3 separate regions of the Mus musculus genome follow, and all the other regions are linked to region 2. Evidence: chromatin contacts called from public Hi-C data. All regions are on one chromosome and are shown on one strand. Each heading gives the region's core, a stretch centred on a gene start, on an enhancer-like site or on the middle of the called end of the contact. The rest is flanking DNA. Distances are from core to core; before and after follow the strand shown. Region 1 overlaps Plekhm3 (pleckstrin homology domain containing, family M, member 3). Region 2 holds the start of Idh1 (isocitrate dehydrogenase 1 (NADP+), soluble). Region 3 has its middle 19 kb from the start of Fzd5.

Region 1 (2,980 bases), core at 321-2,820, 300 kb before region 2:
CCAACACAACAAAATTGCAGTTTTGCTCAGTAATTCATGATCTTTTTAAACATTTACTGACATCACGTAGGCACAGTACCTCAGACCTCTTCTCCCAGGTCTGAGTGGCCAAAACAGGAAGACTGTCATGACTTTAGTGCCAATCTGAGTTCAGACTGAGACCCTGTCTCCACAAGGTGTACAACTAAGTGACATAATTACATGACAAACAACACACCCGCAACCATTTTAATGAGAAAGAAGCATTTACAGAGAGAAAAATCTAGAAAACAAGCTCAGAATAGTAGGTGCTGTTTTATTTTATTTTTCTACAATGAATCATATATATTGTATTAAGCAAAACCCAGTTTGACCAAATGAAGTTGCCAAAATCTTAGTAACAATAGTTTATCTGCTTAATGAACTTATCCAACAAGTATTTATTAGTCTCCACTCTGTATCAGGCGCTGTTCCAGGCCCTGGGGATACAGCAGTGAGCAATACAGATAAAAAACTATGATCCAGTGTAAGAGGGAAAGAGCAGAAGTATACATGGAACAAAGGACAACTTTGTACTTTAAGACAGGGAGACAGACAAAACACCATACCATGCCATCTATGAATAGGCAATGAAAGAAGACAGGAGGGAAGGGTGGAGGAGGAGGCAGGGATATTAAGTTGCATACTGGTTGTAATTTAAAATACAGTCGGGCATGGTTCTATAAAGAGATGGCTGCATAAAGACCTAGAAGAACAAGCAGGTGGTATAGAAACTCAGGCAGGAGCCCTCTTAGTATGATCAAGGACCAGCAGAAAGGCCAGTGTGACTGGAACAGAGGCAGGAAGTGGTGGGAGGTGAGACAGAGACTAATGGGGATAAGACTGTGCACAGCTTTGGCTTCGACTCGGAGTGAAAGGTAAAGTTATTACATCAGTTGGGCCAGAAGTGACATCATCTAATCTGCACATTAGCTGCAGCCAGAATCCTAAGAACAGACTGCCGCAGGGGACCAGTGACTGCAATAGTCCAGAAGAACACTACCGAGCCTTGGACCTTGGTGGTAGCACTGACAGTGGAAAGAGGAGACATGGTTTGAGGTTGAAGCTGTCAGTCTGCCAAGAGGAAGGTGTATGGCTTGGAACAGAGGTGTTCTTAAGTGATATAGGAAGCGGGTAGTCTGCAATAGGAGGTGGGACAGAGATTTTATGAGCTTGGTTTGGACGTAGGTAAACTTGAGATGATATTAAAAGTGAAAAGACCCCTTCACCAGCTGCACTTAGCTTCACACTTCAGTGACCTCACTAGAAAAGCAGAGTAGCTCTGGGTAAAACAGTAAGGGGCCAAGATACGAGTTTGACGGGATAATGTTAATAAAAATGGCAATCTTCATGACAGAAAGAGCCCATTGCTTAGCAAAACTAACATTTCAGTGGGAACTCACCCTGGATATACTCACCATTCAAATAAAATGTGAAACAGGAAAAGGAGAATTAGGAAGAAGGCGAAAGTCAAGTCAGTGTGCTGCTGCAGAACAACCAGTCAGAGAGGGAACTTAAAACAATAGGCCTAACTTCCTTTCCTGACACATGACCCAGCACTGCTGAGTCACCAGGAACACAGGCTTGAGAGTGTAGATTGCCCCCAAGCAGCACGGGAAAGAACAGTTCAGGTTTACTTCACAGTGGCCATTCAGATTTACTAGACATATCAAGACCCAACTCACACGGGATTATGGGAAATACTCAAGCAGCCATGCAAAATTCCCAGAACCCAAAGATTCGAGCGCTCACAAGAGAAACATAGGATTTAAGAAAAGCTTGTCCAACAGTTGGTGATGTGTTTGGTGGTCTAAGGTAAAATGGGGTGGGGTGAGGGCGACAGATACACTAGAAAGCTTTTAAAATTGATTTTCTTTTTAAAATGTGTTTGACTTCTGAGGCTGTTTGCCTTTGTGTTTTTTTAGTATTACTATATTCTTATATGAAATGGTAGTGAGAAATAATAATTAGTTTTTAGTATCTGTTTTGGCTAGAGGTACACTTGAAGCAACCCTGTGGATACTGCTATACTTCTATTTTAAGTATCTAGGTCTGGAAAATAGAAAGGTCTGGCAAACTGTGACCTATAGAAAAAGCATTTGCTGGCACTAAGCCAGTTGTCCTGCCTGGCCCCCCAGGAACGACTGCCTGTTGCCGATCCCAGGCCTGGACCAGCCAGCCATCTTACCTCCCATCTACCTCTTCATCTTTCTTCACACTCTTCTAAAGGACCTCAATCAAGTCTTCAGGAGGCATGAAAGAGAGTCCTCTCAGGAGCATGAGCCTGGAGTGACTGTAAACATCTGGGAGGCAGTGGCAGGTGGGTGACTACCAGTTCAAGGTCAGTCTAGTCTACACAGTGAGCCAGCCACATAGAAAGGCCTTGTCTAAAACACATGGTAAGAGAGTATGGAGACCTCCAGACATCACTATCATTCATTAGGCAAGAAGCAGTGATCTACGATGAGAAAACATGGCTCCAGTTGGACTCTGCTGCTCACCAGCCTTTCACTGTTGGCAAGTCAGAGAGCCTCTCTGGCTCTGTCCTTTCCTCCTTTGACCTGTGTGCCTCAAAGACTGCTAGAAAGAAAAATATAGATTTCTGGGAAAGTCCCTCTTATGGATAAAAATCCCAATAATTGTAAATAATTCTGAAAAACATGAGATGACATAACTTTAATGATTCATAAGCTCTTGTTGTACAACCAACTGATGCACACTTCTATCTTAGTCTCCAAGACAGAGCAGAAGAATCTTGTCCTCTCAGAGCCTTCCAGGAGTCAGCAAGATAGGAAAGGAGCCTGAAGAGATGTAAGTCACCCAGGCACCTAAGCATCAACTGAGTGGTCCAGATGATCACTGTTGGAAGATATCACTGAACGAAGACAAGAAGAGGAAGCGTCTGAGGTCACCTAGAGTTAGAGTGGCCTGTAGGTGGGAGCGGTGGATGGTTTATCAAGGA
Region 2 (3,438 bases), core at 910-3,409:
CCCATGAGATACAACTTAAAGATTAACTTGCAGTAGATCACAGAGTTCATAATTAATTCCATTTTCACCATGGCCATACTTTAGAGAGACAGCTAACTTATCTCAGTTTTGATACTGCACTCTCACGGTCATGTTCCTACACGGCATTACACAACAGTTATGACTAGGCTATTTTTCTGCGATGGCAAATACAGCTAATAAAATATCACAATGCCGGGAATGTCTGAACTTTTTTATTTGCTTTGTTATTTCCTTCTTGGTGTGTATATACTCTGATGTAATCTTTTTATATCTCAGAATTCACCAATGAATGATAAACGTCAGATTTCCTTCCCTTTATCTATTTAGTTTTTTTTTTTTTTTTTTAGCACTTGTTAATTAAAGAAGTGAAGCTGTATTGTAACTACTATCACACTTCTGGATTTGATTTCCATGGCATGTATGGGCTTTAGGTACCCCTAGATTCCCTGACTTCTTGGGTCTCACATTTTCTGATCCCACCCAACCCCAACTTTTAAAGGAAAGTTTGATCCAAGCCTAATAGCTACCAGCTTATTTACATAGTCTGAAGGCAGCCAGTTTCCAATCTGACAGCCTGTGCAATTCCAGAAAACAAACATAATAGACTAGTTAAGCAATAGGAACCCTTTGCCATACTTAATTTTACTTCCATAAATCTCAAGTTTCTATCTTGAGCCGATCTTTTTGTTTTCCAGCCAAGTTCAAGTTGCAAAACATGTGGGGACTCTAAGGAAGTAGTTGCAGTATATTGTCGAAAAATTCCTGCTTCTCTCTTTTCCCAGTGCCTACACTTGCACTAACGCCCAACTAACTATACAATGTGGTCACATTAAAGATATCAGATTAGAGGGCAAAATTGCTAATTCTTATCTTGATGGTGAACGGACTTGCAATTATAACAAGGCCTCTCAATTTTGATGACTTAAACAAGTGTCCTTTCAATTTATCTCCTAAAACAAAGCAAGATCCGGAACAGAAAGTCTTAACATACAAATACCCCTGCCAGGAGGATTTGTATTTAATATCAGCCTTACAGCCCAGTTTATCTGGTTTAAAGTACAGTGCTTGAGTGTATCCAGAGGGGCAAAGGGCAGGAGCCTTCCAAATAAAGGTCACAGGAGTACAAATATTGGTGCGCACACACGCTCACACCACAGGACGGTGAGTCCTAGAGTGAGCGCCCGGCTCTTTGGCTTTTTGCAGGTCTCGGGTTTGCTCGACCTCGGGTGACACTGAGACAGGAGATATCCATGTGGGCGTTGTGCAAGCTCTGCTAATGAAGCTGACTCGGTTCCTCCTTCCAGATCCCCACACCAGCCCCTCCTCTCAGCACTGCCAGGACCTTTTAAATACGAGGTCCACTGAGATGGCTGCATCTGGAATCGAGACCCCAGGGCGCCCCCAAGTGGCTAAGCAAACACTACAGACTGAAGCTGGAGGCTCCGCCTACCTTCATCCCCTCCCTCTCTTGCACTCTCATTAGCTCTTCTCCGACCACAAGGCAGGTCCCACCCCTGAACCTTGAAGGGAGTACACGCCTAAATTCCTGGCTTACACCCTTTCTGCAACCAGCTTTCCTGCCTAGTCCTTTTACACCCAACACTCAAGAGTTCTGTGCGTCCACCTCAAAGCTAAATTCTCCTCCGCGGGTGCCTTGCCACTTGTCACTGCTTGCAACGTCCTCGCCTCCCAAAGCGATCCCAACCTCGGAAGCGCCCTTCTATACAGATAGGCAAGCAGCACTCTGCTACTCCCATTTCCCTTCTCTACGCCCAAACTCTGGAAGCGTCCCTGAGTGCACCAGGGCCTTGCCACTGAGTTCATCTCTGCACAGCCAAGACCTGGGGTTTCTTCCTTTTTTCTCACTCCAGCTTTCAACGGAATAGTTTAATAGTAAGGGGCGGCGGCTGCCGCTCTAAGCCTTGGGGCACCTGTAGGGAGGGGAAGGAGCGCCCGCTTGCAGCCGGAGGCGCCCCAGCTACTCACCGGCTCACACCCGCGCGTACACACAAGCTGTAATAAGCCGGCCCCAGTTAGATCAGCATCTGCCACAACCTTCGCTCGGAAGCCCAGCGGCAGGGTCAAGGCTGTTTAACTCTTCCCGGCTTTGTCTCCTCCCAGGCCCCACCCCCTCAGCCCACCTCCCGAAGCCCCGCCCCCTCCACGACGCCATTCGCCGCCTCCGACTTTGTGGGGTGGGCCGAGGCATAGATTGAGATTAAGTCTGGGATGCAGCGGTCCGCTGTTCCCGGTGGGGGATGGGACTGCCACGCCGCGGAGATTCCTCGGGAACACCCTGCAGTTGAGGAGCGAGGACGCCACCTACTGACAGGCTATCGGAAGCGCCGAGACCGAGTGTTCTGGGCTCCGCAACAATCTAGGAATCCCAGCGTTGAGTATCCAGGTTCTCTGCAAAAGGTACAAAAGAGGGAGCCCTCCCTAGACTGGATCCCTTCCTGGAGTCTCCGGATGCCTCTTAGAGCTGGACTGTGCCCTTTGAAGAATGTGCATTTGAGGTTTCTTAAAGGCGTGTGAGGACTACAGATTCTACCTTAATGCAAAAGCTAAAACAGAGCGCATTTTCCATTTCAAAATCAAGAACAAACAATACCCTACACACAAATACATATATGAGTAAAACCATTCATATTCTCATGCTGAGGCTTTTACAGAGCTTCACCATTCCACCCCAATAATTCCCTCCACTACCAATGATCCGTATTCCCAACTGTTGCTGTTTATAAATAAGCTTCACTCACCATTTGTCATGGAAGACAGTGAGGTTTATTTTCTGGGTTGCGATGAAGCTGCACTAGAGATACACGATATAAATCTTAGAATTCTAAGAATGGGTTAAACGTATTCCAATCTTTCCAGAGATTTTTCTGTCTGTATTCCTTAGTCTTGAAAAGGAGAACATTATGACTTGTAGGACAATAGGTCATCCTTGATTGGTCAAGATTCAACGCTTCATGGACTTTTAAAACAACCAGCATTGTGTTGAAAAGTTATGAATTCACGGCAGTTAGTAAGATTCATTTTGGACGCTAGAGGGCGCTATGTGGAAAAGGACTCATACGTGGTGTCAGCTGTTAATGTTGATTAACTGGGTATTAGCTGTGACCTCCGTTTATTCCTATAAAATGATTAGAGAGTGTGTGAGTTTATACTTTCACCTCTAATCTCACTTTAAATCACTTTAAAAAACGTTACTTACTACCATCAGGCACATATTGTTTATATTACTAAAAGTAAGTATTCATAGCCATTCTTGTTCCAGAAAGCATTTTAGAATAAATTCAAGAAACGAAGAATAAAACACAATAAGAAGTATTGACTATAGGTGATGGCAAAAGTAAGAAGAATGCATAGGAATACAGAGCCATGGTGAATTTAAATATAAGCATCTTCAACCAA
Region 3 (2,964 bases), core at 229-2,728, 420 kb before region 2:
CCAACTCAACAATCAGGACTTTACTAGCAACCATGGAAGCAGAAATCAGGTTTGCCTCAGTTACTTGGGTGCTGTGTATGTATGCACACACACACACACACACACACACACACACACACACACACACACACGCACACACGTGCACACACACACCCAGTTCTAATAACATTAGCACGTGGGCATCAGGACTTTTTTTTTTAAGTCCCCTCAATTCTGTTTTGTTTCATTGAGGCAGGAATTCACCTTTAAATAAGTTAACTTGGAATTCACTATGTAGCCCAGGCTGGCCTCAAATTTGAATTTGCAATTCTTCTGCCTCAGCCTCTGGAGTACTAGGATTACAGGGCTGTGACACCATCTCTGTGTTAAATCCCCCAATTCTAACGTGCGTCTAAAACTGAGAGCCATTGTTATATGCTGGCTCAAGGTAAGGCTATGTAGGATGAACCCAGCCAAATGTACAAACAGAAGTCAACCAAAACAAAATGACTAAGGAGAAACCCAAGCTATACTTAAACCCCAACCCAGGGTGCTATTTCTCCTCTTACAGGCAGAAATCTTACTTCCTATCAGCAAGTCAACAGGATGGAAAAGGTGGTTGTTTTAAGCACGATCCTTCCTTTATAAACAGCTTTTCTTCTTCTCACCTCTTAAAGAAAAAACAAAAAACAAAATACAAAAAAAAACACCCAAACCTGCCGTGTGCTGCCGAAGTGACGTTTGCAGACTGCAGCAGAGCTCTGAGACCCTTTTATGCACCAAGCCCCCCACTAAATCCTCAGTGCATTATCTCCCTCATCCCCACAACCCCCAGTAATAACAGCCTCTCCCATTTTCCCCACGTGACAGATGAGGAAACCCCTGTATGAAGAGATTAAGTAACCTGCTGGAGGGCAAGTCGTGAGTAGCTGGCAGTGCTTAACTTGCAAGGATCCGGCCTGCTCTAACTCCATTGTGGTTTTATGTGCCGGTGCCAACTTGCCTCTGCTGTTACATAGTTGGACAAAGATAATGCCACGTGGATTTCATTCCTTCAGAGTCCAGGGCAATGGGCTGGGATACTGTGTCCAGAAAAAAAAAAAAAAAACACAGGATTACCTCTGGATACTGGAATGGACTTAGGGTCTTATCCCATTATTTTACTGAAAGGAAATGGGACCAAGAAGACAGCAAGAAGAACTGGGCGAGAGGAGCTCCTCAACACCCCCTCTTTCCAGTGGGGTTAGTCATCACTGGGCAGCTAGGGCTCTCCTGTCTTCCTTTCACACTAATGTGGGCTTGTGGCCTTCATTAGTTTGCTTTGGTGGCCAGTTGTCATTATCTAACAATTTGCAGCATTTCAAGAAGGACACATTACTGTTTGTATCACCATAAAAGCAGCCTTCTTCCCTCAGCTCGCAAGCCAGCTCAGGTAGAAAGCTGAGAGTCACAGAGGTGCATTAGAGACGCTTCTCTTCTCTCTGGTTTCCTGAGTTTGTTTGGTGTGTTTGGATTCCGTGTCGTGTGCGATCAGCCTTCCAGCATGTTTGTTCTGGCAGCAGAAGTGGTAGGGTGTGTGAAAGAAATCTCCCTGCAAAGTTTTCATTGAAAACTTAATGTCATTTGCCAAAGTCTTCTGTCTTGAGCACTTCCGAAAATGTCAGGCTGTGGCTTTCCTGTGTTTCCTGTGAGATTTTTGTATGTATGCCTTTTATTTATTTTCTCATTCGGCAGTGCTGAAGATTGAGCCCAGGGACTCTTACGTGCTGCGACTTCGGCCTCCCTTAAGCTATTTTCGTTTTTCTTCTGGTTTTGCTCTCTCACAGGCCAAATTTACCCATTCTTCTGTTAGCCAGGCCCCCTTGCCCTGCTTTGTTGGTTCTGCCTTAGTCTTTTGGTTTAGAGCTGCCCTGAGCTGGGGTATCTGGTCTATTGCTCTCTAATGTCTTCTTCTTCTTCTCCTTCTCCTTCTCCTTCTCCTTCTCCTTCTCCTTCTCCTTCTCCTTCTCCTTCTCCTTCTCCTTCTCCTTCTCCTTCTCCTTCTCCTTCTCCTTCTCCTTCTCCTCCTCCTCCTTCTTCTTCTTCTTTTTTTTTTAATTACACCCTCAATTACTCTTCTCTCACTAGAGCAGTGGCTAACACTCTAAGAAGCTGTTAGGGTGGGGGTAGCTGGGGAGGGAGCCAGAGCCAGGAGGCGTGAGCCAGTGCTGGCTTGCCAGCCTTCTCTGTTTACCCTAGGAGGCAGGCCAAAGTGTAGCCTTTGTGCTGAAGTCACTGGCGAGGGTAGCCACTTCTCTGCCTGGTCTGGTTTGTCCTGCATGCTTAGAACCCTAAACAGAGAGAACACCAGGCTTTGAAAGGCCTGTATCTCAAGGGATGGGCACAAAAAGTAGCTGATACCAAGAAGGCTTGCTGCCTGGAGGCTGCAGCAGAGTGCACCAGTACCTGCATTTTTCATTCCTCTTTATGTCAGTAAGCCCATAGAAGGTGTCACACTTTCAACAAGAGTCGAGAATACTCCTCACCCATTAGCTCTCATGGCAACACCTGCTTTGGCCAGTAGGATTTTAACAGACATGCTACAAGTACAGGCTAGAAAACATGCTATGATTGGCTTTCTTCCGTGTATCTATCTCTGTTCTTTCCATGAGATGAATGTGTCATGTCCAGAAGAAACCAAGGTTCCAGGAAGGGATGAGAGATGTGTGAAGGCAAAGCTTCCCCAAGGAAACTGCAGAAGCCCCACCCAGCCTAGAGCAAAGCTGACCCAGAGAGGCATGAGCAGAACGAGCCAAGAGCAATAGGTCTGCCTGGCCAGACTTCGTCACTTGCAGATGCAGGAACGGAGGAGGAGGGGATGGTGGTTTTAAACACTTGAGTTTTGAGGCTATTTGCTGTTCAGCAATAATGATGGTTTCATATCTTCAGAGCTGCTGTCGTTGCCTACTATGATGATGATGACGACGACAATGACAAAGACAATGA

What was found. Hi-C and Micro-C count contacts between places; a contact is called where the count stands out from the background.
Region 1: a Hi-C map of LSK cells shows a contact between it and region 2, with 3 times the contacts expected there. The contact joins the enhancer-like site here to the promoter of Idh1 in region 2. A contact is called at or near these places in 1 of 484 Hi-C or Micro-C datasets (LSK cells), 1 of 115 datasets of contacts at active chromatin or transcription factors (bone marrow-derived macrophages) and 1 of 9 other capture datasets (adipose tissue).
Region 3: a Hi-C map of liver shows a contact between it and region 2, with 3 times the contacts expected there. The contact joins the enhancer-like site here to the promoter of Idh1 in region 2. A contact is called at or near these places in 4 of 39 promoter capture datasets (embryonic stem cells, liver and stem cell-derived epiblast-like cells), 1 of 15 datasets of contacts at CTCF or cohesin (the NIH/3T3 cell line), 4 of 484 Hi-C or Micro-C datasets (CD4 T cells, LSK cells, liver and 1 more), 7 of 115 datasets of contacts at active chromatin or transcription factors (bone marrow-derived macrophages, embryonic stem cells, extraembryonic endoderm stem cells and 2 more) and 2 of 9 other capture datasets (adipose tissue and liver).

Annotation. Positions count from the first base shown.
Region 1 is chr1:64,874,916-64,877,895 of GRCm38.p6, forward strand. All of the region lies in intron 5 of Plekhm3 (pleckstrin homology domain containing, family M, member 3), which reads right to left. Among named protein-coding and RNA genes, the nearest start is that of Gm51628, 10 kb to the right of the region's middle. Within about 2 kb of position 1,571, at least 96 of the 459 cell types and tissues checked have an H3K27ac peak or open chromatin away from gene starts, as enhancers often do. A contact at or near this core is called in LSK cells, adipose tissue and bone marrow-derived macrophages, where this site is marked.
Region 2 is chr1:65,176,983-65,180,420 of GRCm38.p6, forward strand. Idh1 (isocitrate dehydrogenase 1 (NADP+), soluble) reads right to left here and starts at 2,160. Exons shown (of 9, transcript NM_010497.3): 1 at 2,008-2,160.
Region 3 is chr1:64,755,238-64,758,201 of GRCm38.p6, forward strand. No RefSeq gene overlaps it. Among named protein-coding and RNA genes, the nearest start is that of Fzd5, 19 kb to the left of the region's middle. Within about 2 kb of position 1,479, at least 74 of the 459 cell types and tissues checked have an H3K27ac peak or open chromatin away from gene starts, as enhancers often do. A contact at or near this core is called in LSK cells, hepatocytes, liver and 1 more, where this site is marked.